Linked DNA regions of Mus musculus: region 1 is linked to region 2. Evidence: chromatin contacts called from public Hi-C data. All regions are on one chromosome and are shown on one strand. The core of a region is the stretch at or near the end of the contact, and the rest is flanking DNA. Distances in the headings are between cores, read along the strand shown. Region 1 has its middle 20 kb from the start of Gm33489. Region 2 has its middle 13 kb from the start of Gm2233.

Region 1 (4,857 bases), core at 1,923-4,422, 100 kb after region 2:
TAGGGTATCGGTAGTGGTGATTTCCATTTCAAAACTGCACTTGCCAGACTTGATTTAAACAACATGACTGTCCTCAGAGATGACACTTGGCTGGTTGCTCTTCGAAAGGCTTCCACACACTCTCTGCAGGAACCTGTGAGCACCATTGCCCATTGCTTACTACTGTCACTCAGTTAGTCCAGACGACGGCCACACACAACTTTCTGCAGCAACATCCTGCCAAGCTGTGGAGCAAGAGGACAACCCCAGAGATACCTCTAATAACAAGCCAATCAAATCAAAATGTGCCTTTGTCCACTCCACTGTGATTCCAGTCACCCTTTCTTCCCAGATATCTCTTTTTAATCTAATTACATACAATACTTTTCACTTTAGAAAAAAAAACCATGTTAACTTCTGTCGTTAACAATCCTGTTCTCCGTTTACCTGTGAGCAGGCAACCAAGTTTTCTCCTCATGTAAATGCCACAGCGGTTTGCTTTCTGTGTACAAACTAGCATATATGTGTGGGGTTTTTTTCTATCTCCCTCAAGGTCAAAAGATTACTATCTATAGACCTTTCCATTCAAGCTTTTTATCCTCAGCTAAGAATCGTACAACCTGTCTTCTTGCACGCACCCGAGGAAAGCCAGTTCTAATCACCATGGAAGAGGAGCCATCCTGCTTATACTAGGCACTGTGAAAATGCCACTATTCGCAAATGTTTCATCCGCTTGGCAAATATACAATGCAGCACAGAGAGATTCACCGCAGAGGCAAAGGACTCTGGGGGTGGGGGTGGGGCAGAAATGGAATGTGCTGAGCTGCTAGACAGTCCCTGTTCTACCACCGACCTTCGATGTCTGGGTGACTGTAAGGACTGGGATCTGCCTTTGCCTTTGTACAGAAAGGTGTCTCAGACCTGATTCAGACCTTCATTTACCGATGGGATAACTGAGTTGGAGAAGCAGAGAAATGGAGCAACCATGGTAGTGGCCAGGAAGTGGCTATGTGATCATGCTGCCAAGAGCAAAAATCCTAAAGAATGACTTTATAAGCCAGGTACAGTGAGTGATGCACACCTTTAATCCCCGTGCATGGGAGGCAGAGGCAGGTGCATCTCTGAGAGTCTGAGTCCGTCCTGATCAACATAGTAAGTTAAAGGCCTAGTCTCAAAAAAAAAAAAAAAAAAAAAAACCAAAAAACAGAAAACAGAAAACAAAAAACAAACAAACAAAAAACCCAAAAAACAAACAAACAAAACACCCAACAAAACCAAAAGAAGATGCTACATGAGCATCAGACTCCTGAGCCAATATGCTGCTAAGGAATTGGAATTCCTTCAGGAACCTCATGCTGGAAGAGAGAAAGGACAGTGTCCTGGTATTATCCAGAGTGTGAATTAGATCACACTCACTTCTGCTAACTTACAAAAGCATCTTGCAGGATACACTGGAGCTGAGTGGCTGATGGGTGGGGCCACATTGGACTGCTTAGTTATGCATGCCTCTTGCCTTCTATTTCAGCCTAAACCTCCAGTCAGAACTTCCGAATATGGGCTGCAGGCGTGGGGGTGGGGAGGTGTCACTAGACATCTTTATCTGTCCCTTCTTCTCATGTGGTTGTGCTCAATTGATCCCCTTTCTCTGCTTCTCTTTACTTCTTGTCTCTTCAATTGCCCCCCCCCCTCCAGGTTGGGTTGGTGCACCTAGATGTCGGGGTGCATGCTTTGACCCTAAAAGCATTGATAGCAATTGGAACCCAAGTGTGCTGATGCTGATTGAAACAGAATCTGAGTTAGCGTGGGTAATAAGGACCACCAGCCACCGCAGTTCAGCAGCTGAGGTGTAGTTGAATCTTATCATCCGTCATGACTGGTGGCTACTTCCTACCTCTCTCTCTCTGTCTCTCCTGTCTCTCTCTCTTTGTCTCTGTCTCTCTCTGTCTCTCTCTGTCACACACACACACACACACACACACACACACACACACACACATTTCCAAAACCGACATTTGCTTTGAAGGTTGGCCTATACCTAGGCCAAACATAAAGAAGTGTCTAGAAACCAGCACCCCCTTCTCTGCAGCCCCTGTCAAGCTCTTTCTGGGTTCAACCATAGCTCAGGAACAGACATTACCTCATGTCTCAGCACCCCATCTCTGGGCAGGCTCCCCCTTGCCCTCTCTCTATGCTCTTCTCAGGGAGAGAAGAAGGGGTGCCATGTTGGCATGCTGAGAGGAGTGACTTTTTTTTTACTCAAAGGCAGAAAAAAATTACATTTAGTTGAAGGGTAAAGACAAAGTCAAGAAGATGCGTGTGAGCCCATTTCTTGCTTCTTTCTTCAGACGAAGCTTTGCCTTTCTTTTCTAGCTTTGGATGAATGAAGTTGTCACAGTCAGGTCGCTTTCAATAGGGTCTCAGAAAAAACGCCTTTGCCACCCTAACTAACCTCATTTGGCCAGGGCACACATTTAGACGTCTTTCTCCAATTTCTTTATTCTACACATATCTTCCCCTAAATATTCCCATTCTTGCCTCCCGGTGGTATGGACCATTCTTTATAAAGATTATGGCTTCTTAGCCCAGCTCTGTATTTGCCCCCAATCTCTTACTGCCACAGAGCAATGGTACATGTGAAGGGGACAAGAGACAGCTAAGACCTGGTAGACCTGTTATAGGAAGAGAACTTTGGCGGAAACAAATTGCTGTTTAGTTAAATGTAAGTTGCTTCCTAGAGTTCACCTGCTATATATACATGTTTAAAAGAAAATACTCTTTTTTTTCTCTCTTAATGAATTATGCTGCCACCCCTAAAATTGTCTTTGACAGGTGACAGTTGGCCAGTTTCTTTTCCTTCGCTGCCTAGCATCACAGGGTGAAATGTCTTCATCACCTGGAAGCTGTGTGCCAGTGTGGCCAGGTCACAGGCTTCCTTGGTTTTCCACTGTAACTATTGCAACCGTCCCGCATTCTGGTTCCTAAGACCTTCTTCAGGAAACCACACCAGTGACCTTCAGAAGGCCAGAACTCTTCACCCTGAATGTTTGAGCCTTCCCTCTCTCTTAACGCCTGGCTTTCTGCCAGCTGAAAGCAGAAGGCCGTTAGAGATTCTAATCTCCCGGTACAAAGTCTCTTTGGCATCGACAGTCAGATGTCACCTGGGGTCACCGTGGCCTATTTGAGGTGCAGAGTTCTGGGTAGTTTCAGTTGTGCTTGCAGCCGATTCAGAGAGCAAAAGCCGAAGTCTAACAGGAAGGTTGGTTGTCTGAAGTGTGCTAAAAATACTTTGACGTTTGTTGCTTGTGAATGGTTATTTTTAGTCTGAGGAAGTGGATTTAACATAGACCCGGGGGCCCGGTCGTGGCTGACAGAACCAGTGAGGTGTGCACCTGGATAAAGCCGTCCATTTCTGTCTGTCTGCTCCACACTTCTTCCTATGTATGCCCTGGACATGGAGGAGGACGAGACAAAACTGATTCCAGGTCTCTGTCTGCAGCGGGACCTCTCTCTTCCTCTCTGAAGCTGCTGGCCGATGAGAGGCAGGCCAGATCCAGAAGTCAACAGCTGGGCTTCAGACCCCACGAGGCACTGTCCCCTCTGCTAGAGAATACAGTCTGTGGCTTTTGAAGCCTCTGCCCTGTAGTGCTGGGCTCAGTAGAGTCTAGGTGGTTGGTTGCTAACAACTGTCACCTAATTGTCACATGAGCAGGATAACCAGACTCCTGTCCTCTAGAAGGTTCCTGCCTCATTGCAGCCTCTCCAAACTGAAGAATGAGCAGGGAGTTGGGGTACAGGTTGGTTCTTTGGCTTCTCATTCCTTGTAGGTTGACTGAGCAGTAGGGGAGGAATGGCCGTATACTGAATACCCTCCTGGTATGTCCCACTTCTATGCTATCAAGCAAGGTTAGTTACTGAAGCAAGTTAAGGTAAAGAAGCAAGAGGCGAAACCCAGAGGATCTCAAGTGGACCCTAACTGTTGTACCAATGGCAGGGGCTAAGGAATGGCAGATTAGGAGTGGCCACTTGGATCCCACTGTACCTGGGACTGCAGACTGTCTTAGCAGAGCTCTCTCACGGATATTGTGATGAACCAGCTAAGGGTTACTGCATCGTTCTTAGTCCGCTTGTGCTGTTCTAGCAAAATGTCACAGATCAGGTGGCTTAAACAGCAGGCATTCATTTCTTACAGTTCTAGGGGCTCAGAAATCCACGACCAAATGCCATTCAACTGCAGATCCTGGTCACACTCCCTGGCTGCCTTCTGGCTGTGTCTTCACATGTCCCTTTCTCTCTTCCTCTGAAGGGACAGAGACCTCTGCTGTCCCCTTCTCTTCTTGTAAGACCAACAGCCCTACTAGATTGGGGCCCACCCTTGTGACCTTATTTAATTTGAATTCCATCCTAAAGATCTCACATCCAAATAGTCACCGTGGAGACTGAGACATCTACACACAGACTTAAGGAATGGGGGACACACTCTGGCCATAGCTCCTGCAGCCAGGGAACCAACTGCAGCCAACTTTGCTGTTGGGACCCTTTCACACTTTGGGGGTACTCTAGGTCCAGGTATCCCAAGGAACCCCCATGTTCCTTTGTCAGGAGACTATGCTCAGGCTTCTGGTACTATCTTGAAAGGACAATGGTGAGAGTTGGCTTCCTTTCATAAATGATAGTTTTTGACCAATGAATGGCGGGCAGGAAGGAAGCAAAGATGCTCTGGTTTTTTTCAGCCTCTGGACAGGACAACAGCAGCTGTCTAGAGGAAACTCAGAGATTATATAAGTCACATCCCAGATGTCCCCTCCCTGATCCCTCCCCTGAGATTTACCCTGTCCCAGCATCTTTCTTCTTTGTGCTTCCCAGAGTTCCTGAGGAGGG
Region 2 (5,007 bases), core at 1,251-3,750:
ACGTCTAGCGATATTGTCAATATGGTGCCATCCCCTGAAGTTGCTGGCTTTAGACCTAGATGAGTCGTACATCTGAGAGGTTAGCGGGGGTAAGTCAGTGTCTCCGACTTGGTTTTCAATTAGCTGGTGATCCCTTGTGCTTCTGGCTTATGCCAGAGAGGTAAGGTTTCCTGTGAGGCGAGAGTTAAGCTTCATGAGCACCTGCCAAGGAGAAAAGAGGAACTTACTTGTTTTGCTAGAGGGGCAGGGGGAGTCCAAGCCTATGAAAGCAATTTTCGAGTTAGGGAGCGTGTATGAAATCTTTCTTATCACTGTGACATAAAGCACTTAAAAAGAGGAGAGAGAACTTATTTTGGCTCATGCTTTCGGGGGTCCAGTGGTAACTTGGCCACGTGTGTTTGAGCAGAATGTCATGGAGGTGGGAGTGGATAGCAAAGGTACTTCTTTGTAGCATGGTAAAGAGGAAGAAGGGAGAGGGAGGGGCACTGGCTCCACTCGGGGCTTGCTTGGTCCTTTTTCCTTTTTATGTCTGAACTCCCAGCTCAGAGGATCATGCTATCCAATCAGGGCAGGTCTTTACTACCCAGCTAATAGATTTACAGGCATATCCAGAGGCATTCCTCGGCAACCTCAAGTTCCAATCACAACCGGCTACCACAGGGAAGAGTCACTCACGGGTAAATTTGCAGAAGCCCCAATCCCTGTTTCCTTTTCCTCCACTGAAAGATTTTGCTTCTGCATTGTTTTGATTAATTCAGTGCAGCCCTTTCTCCTACCTCCCTATTCTGATTTGGAGTAACCTAATTAAAAGCTTTAGAGCTTGAAGTTTGACTAGAAGCACTTTGCAGATCTGAAAATAGTCACCAAATATTAGGATCTCTGACTGCGAAGAAAATCTTTTCTCAAGGTAACTGAGCAACAGTCTGTGTGTGTAAGCTTACACCCAGTGCAAAAAGATCTCAGCCTGTATATCAGGATGATGTGTTGAAAGATGAACAGTCTCCCCCACTCCCCTGCACCTTGCGTGGTCTCCCTTTTATATGGTCTCCAAGACTATTTCAATTTCTTTGTCTCAGAAGCAAAGATCAAGGTGAGACACATGAGATCTTTTCACAGCCGTTGAATTTCTCAAGTTTCACCCTCTGTTCATGTTTCCTTTCTGTTGCTGTGATAAAAAAAAAAAAAAAAAAAAAAAAAAAACCTCTCTGACTATAAGCAACTTAGGTTTATTTACAAGTCCAAGTCACAGTCCATCGCTGAAGGCATCAAGGCAGGAACTCGAAGGCAGATCTACTGGCCATTCTGCACAGCATCTTCTCATCCATTCTCATCCCTTCTCATCCATGAAGCACAGCAGGAAACATGGAGAGTGCTGCCTGCTGGTTGGCTTGTGGGCACCTGCCATGTACTCTGACCCTAACCCTGAGTTGTCTTGTATGGCTCAGGGCCATCTTCCTAGGAATGGTACCACCCACAGTGGGCTGGGATATTTTACATCAATTAACAGTCAATATATTTCCCCCCACTGGCATGTGCACTGGCCAGTCTGATTTAGGTAACTCCTCCATTGAAGCTCTTCTCACAGATGACTCTAAGTGGTTCTAAGTTGTGTCATGTTAAAGCCAGTCAGAACACCCTCTAGAAAGCACAGAGGCTTATGTACGTTATAGAACAACCAACGTTCACTCAGAATTCTCCATGTGCTAGGCACTATTTAATGTATGTTCTCATCTCTTTCCTTCTTCTCTCCTTTTTAGTGTGATGGGATTAATATTATTACCTCTATTTTATAGATGAGAAAGTTGAGGTACAGAGGCAGAGAGTATCTGGTCCAGAATGCTACCTCTAATAACATCAGAATTGGCTCAGTAATGCGCAGTGTGTCTCTGGAGTTTCCATCCTTAACTAACTGCATCTGTCTGTTCACAGTACCCCCACCTCTGCACAGGACCAGGACACAACCTCTGGTGAAAGCATCTAATCTTAGAGAGACTTAAGCAGAGCTGGGTAGGCGACAGACTTCAGCTGTGGAGCAATATCAAGGAAGGCCTCTGTGGACCACAGGGAGGCCTCAGAAGCCACTGCAGTGGTCTTAAAGTGTTGCTCCAAATGTGGGAACAAATGTATGGGTCTTTCTTCTCCTGCATGGATCATGCATGAATGAGAGCTGCCAAGAAAAGAGCGTGGCTGTAATGAGACACTCTGTACAGCTCAGCCTATTATTGCAGGGCCTTGAGCTGACGGCTGCCTGAGCATTCTATGTGGGGAGTGTCCTGAGTGGGGAGGTTAGAATGCTGGAGAAATCTGAATCGTCATGAGCATGAGCATCAGCAAGGACCCAGGTCCTGTCTGGTGTCATCACTCTGTCATTATATGGGAGATAGAGGAATCCAGAACTGATCCAACAAGTTTCCCACCTGGGCGGATGTCAGCTCTAACAAGTCGGGTTCAAGGGAAGTGATGAAAGCTCTCATCTCACTGTGGTCATGGGTGAACTGAGCTTGTGGCTGCCAAATGTAGCTACAGATGGGGACTTCTGTAAACCTCAGATCCTTCCAATGGCAGGGGTTCCTAATGCCCAGAATAGCTCTGCTTAAGTGCTGTTTTGTCCAAAATATCCTTCTTAGACATAAAAGTCGTATCAGACTGTGATGTTCCATGTAAGGATATAATTTACTGACCAAAGAATAGAAGATTACTAAAATAAAGTATGGACCCGTAAGGCAGAGAACAGACAGCGTGGACATTGCTATAGTTACATGTCTGTAAGTTTGAGATTGTCACCCGCTTAATTGTTCATAGACAGGCACTAAGACGGGTACTCTTCATTCTTTTTCCTTTATTCTACACTAAACTGAAAGAATAGAGCTAAAGAAATATGTACCAGGTGGGCCATGCATTGTGCTTGTGTGCGTGTATATGTGTGTGTGTGTGTTCGTGCATGTATGTGTATGCATGTGTGTGTGTGCACATGTGTGCATGTGTGTGTGCATGTGTATGTGCATGTGTGTGTGTGTGTGTTTGCATGTATGTGCATGTGTGTGTGTTTGCATGTATGTGCATGTGTGTGTGCCTGTGTTTCTTTTTCCACCTGGGCGCCCACCCCAAGCTACAGCTTCCTGTTAGAGCTTTTCTTCTCTATCTCCAAGCCCAATCACAAGTTCAACACTTGTGAGGAGGAGAACAAAGAAAAGTAAGCCCTGCCTGAAGAGGAACTGAAAGCCATGCTGACTTTGGGTTACTTCAGTGGGTAAGTGAACGACACATGCATTTTTAGATTAAATGGGTGCTTTGTGTGCAACATAATATTGATTTTGTTTCCACAGACAGATGGGCTAAGAAATGGTATGCAACCTATTAGGGTGGTGTGTGTGTGTGTATGTGTGTGTGTGTGTGTGTGTGTGTGTGTGTGTGTGCGAGAGAGAGAGAGAGAGAGAGAGAGAGAGAGAGAGAGAGAGAGTGAGAGAGAGAGAGAAACAGAGACAGAGAGAAACAGAGACAGACAGAGATAGTCAGAGACAGAGAGAGACAGAGAGACAGAGAGACAGAGAGACAGAGACAGCCTGGGAAGAATATGCAGCTGACAGGGATGGAGAGACAGTTCAGTTAAGAGCATTTGTTGTTCTTGCAGAGGACCTGGGTTTTTGGTCCTTATCACCCATGTGGTAGCTTGCAGTCATCTGGAACTCTACCTCCAAGGGCTCTGAACTCCTCTCTGGTTTCTGCAGGTACCAGACATGCATATAGCACCGGCATATGCATGCACACAAGAATAAATCCTTAATAATATGAGGGTGAAGCAAGTTGATAACTAACGATTTGGGGTTTTTAATTTTTCTCCATCTTGAACTAGTGTCCCTTGCTTCTGTGTGTCATAGAGCCCTCATCCCATTCTTTGGGAGAACGCTTAGATCTCTCCCTGCACCTGTGACTGCCTGAAGCATCACACACAGGCTGCCCACTCTGCCACCCCACCTTGGTCCTGGCATTACAGCAATGACACAGCCACCGTGATTCTCAGGAGAAAGATGTTAGTGTCCTTCCATCCATTCCATCCACATCCCCATGAACTCAGCAGAAGACAAAGTGAAATCACAAGGTCACAGGTAGAAAGGCTGAGGGGGAAGCTCACAGGAATGGACACGTGTCTTCCTCAGAACTGGGGTCTGGGCATTGTCTTCAGTATCATGGTAAGGGTAGATCACCAGTGACTTCGAGATGGATGCAACCAACCCTGAACACAGCTGGGAATGAAGGTCTCTCTCTATTTTCTGTCTTCACCTGTCTCTTCCTTATAACTATCTTTAGCAAGTCCTGCATATCTTACACTTGGGCCAGGGCATTTTCTAGAATGTTCCATTCATTAGAAACATGCTGATAGTAACTCAGTTGTGATACAATTCATTCACTTGACGTTAATAAGCAACCCAGGTCAAAAGTGGAAGGTGGTGGTTAATTGCTTGCTTAGCATGTTTGAGGTCCCAAGGTTGGCCCCTAGCACTGCAGAAATAGAGAGATCCTGAGAGAGATTTTAAAGAACTGTTGTCAGTGAGGAAGAAAAAAGCTCTTCTCTTTCACGTTGTGTGTAAGGGGGGTTTCTCTACACAAAAGTCTTAAGAAGCTATATACCCATAGGTTCAGAAATTCCCTTTCTAGCGCTTTATCTACTTGACATAACTAGAGTTATGTGAAACTGTGTGCACTGGGTGTTCACAGCAGTTTAATTTATGATTGTTCTGGGCTAATTTTCCATATTTAAGAAAATACTGGAGACATTTAACTTTAAAAGGAGAAAAGTTTATTTTGGCTTACAGAGTCAGAGTTTCCACACCTCAAAAAATTGCCTCTGCTGCTTTGGGGCCTGTGGTACAGCAGCTCATGAGTGTGTGTGTGTGTGTGTGTGTGTGTGTGTGTGTGTGCATGTGTGCATGTCTGTATGTATATGTTTGTGTGTGCATGTGGATGTACATGTGTGTGCATATGTGTGTACATGTGTGTATGCTTGTG

What was found. Hi-C and Micro-C count contacts between places; a contact is called where the count stands out from the background.
Region 1: a Hi-C map of double positive thymocytes shows a contact between it and region 2, with 1.5 times the contacts expected there. The contact joins two enhancer-like sites. A contact is called at or near these places in 7 of 484 Hi-C or Micro-C datasets (CD4 T cells, double positive thymocytes, liver and 3 more) and 3 of 115 datasets of contacts at active chromatin or transcription factors (embryonic stem cells, kidney and large pre-B cells).

What each region holds. Positions count from the first base shown.
Region 1 is chr13:44,062,724-44,067,580 of GRCm38.p6, forward strand. No RefSeq gene overlaps it. Among named protein-coding and RNA genes, the nearest start is that of Gm33489, 20 kb to the left of the region's middle. Within about 2 kb of position 3,173, at least 80 of the 459 cell types and tissues checked have an H3K27ac peak or open chromatin away from gene starts, as enhancers often do. A contact at or near this core is called in double positive thymocytes and pre-B cells, where this site is marked.
Region 2 is chr13:43,959,056-43,964,062 of GRCm38.p6, forward strand. No RefSeq gene overlaps it. Among named protein-coding and RNA genes, the nearest start is that of Gm2233, 13 kb to the left of the region's middle. Within about 2 kb of position 2,501, at least 47 of the 459 cell types and tissues checked have an H3K27ac peak or open chromatin away from gene starts, as enhancers often do. A contact at or near this core is called in double positive thymocytes and pre-B cells, where this site is marked.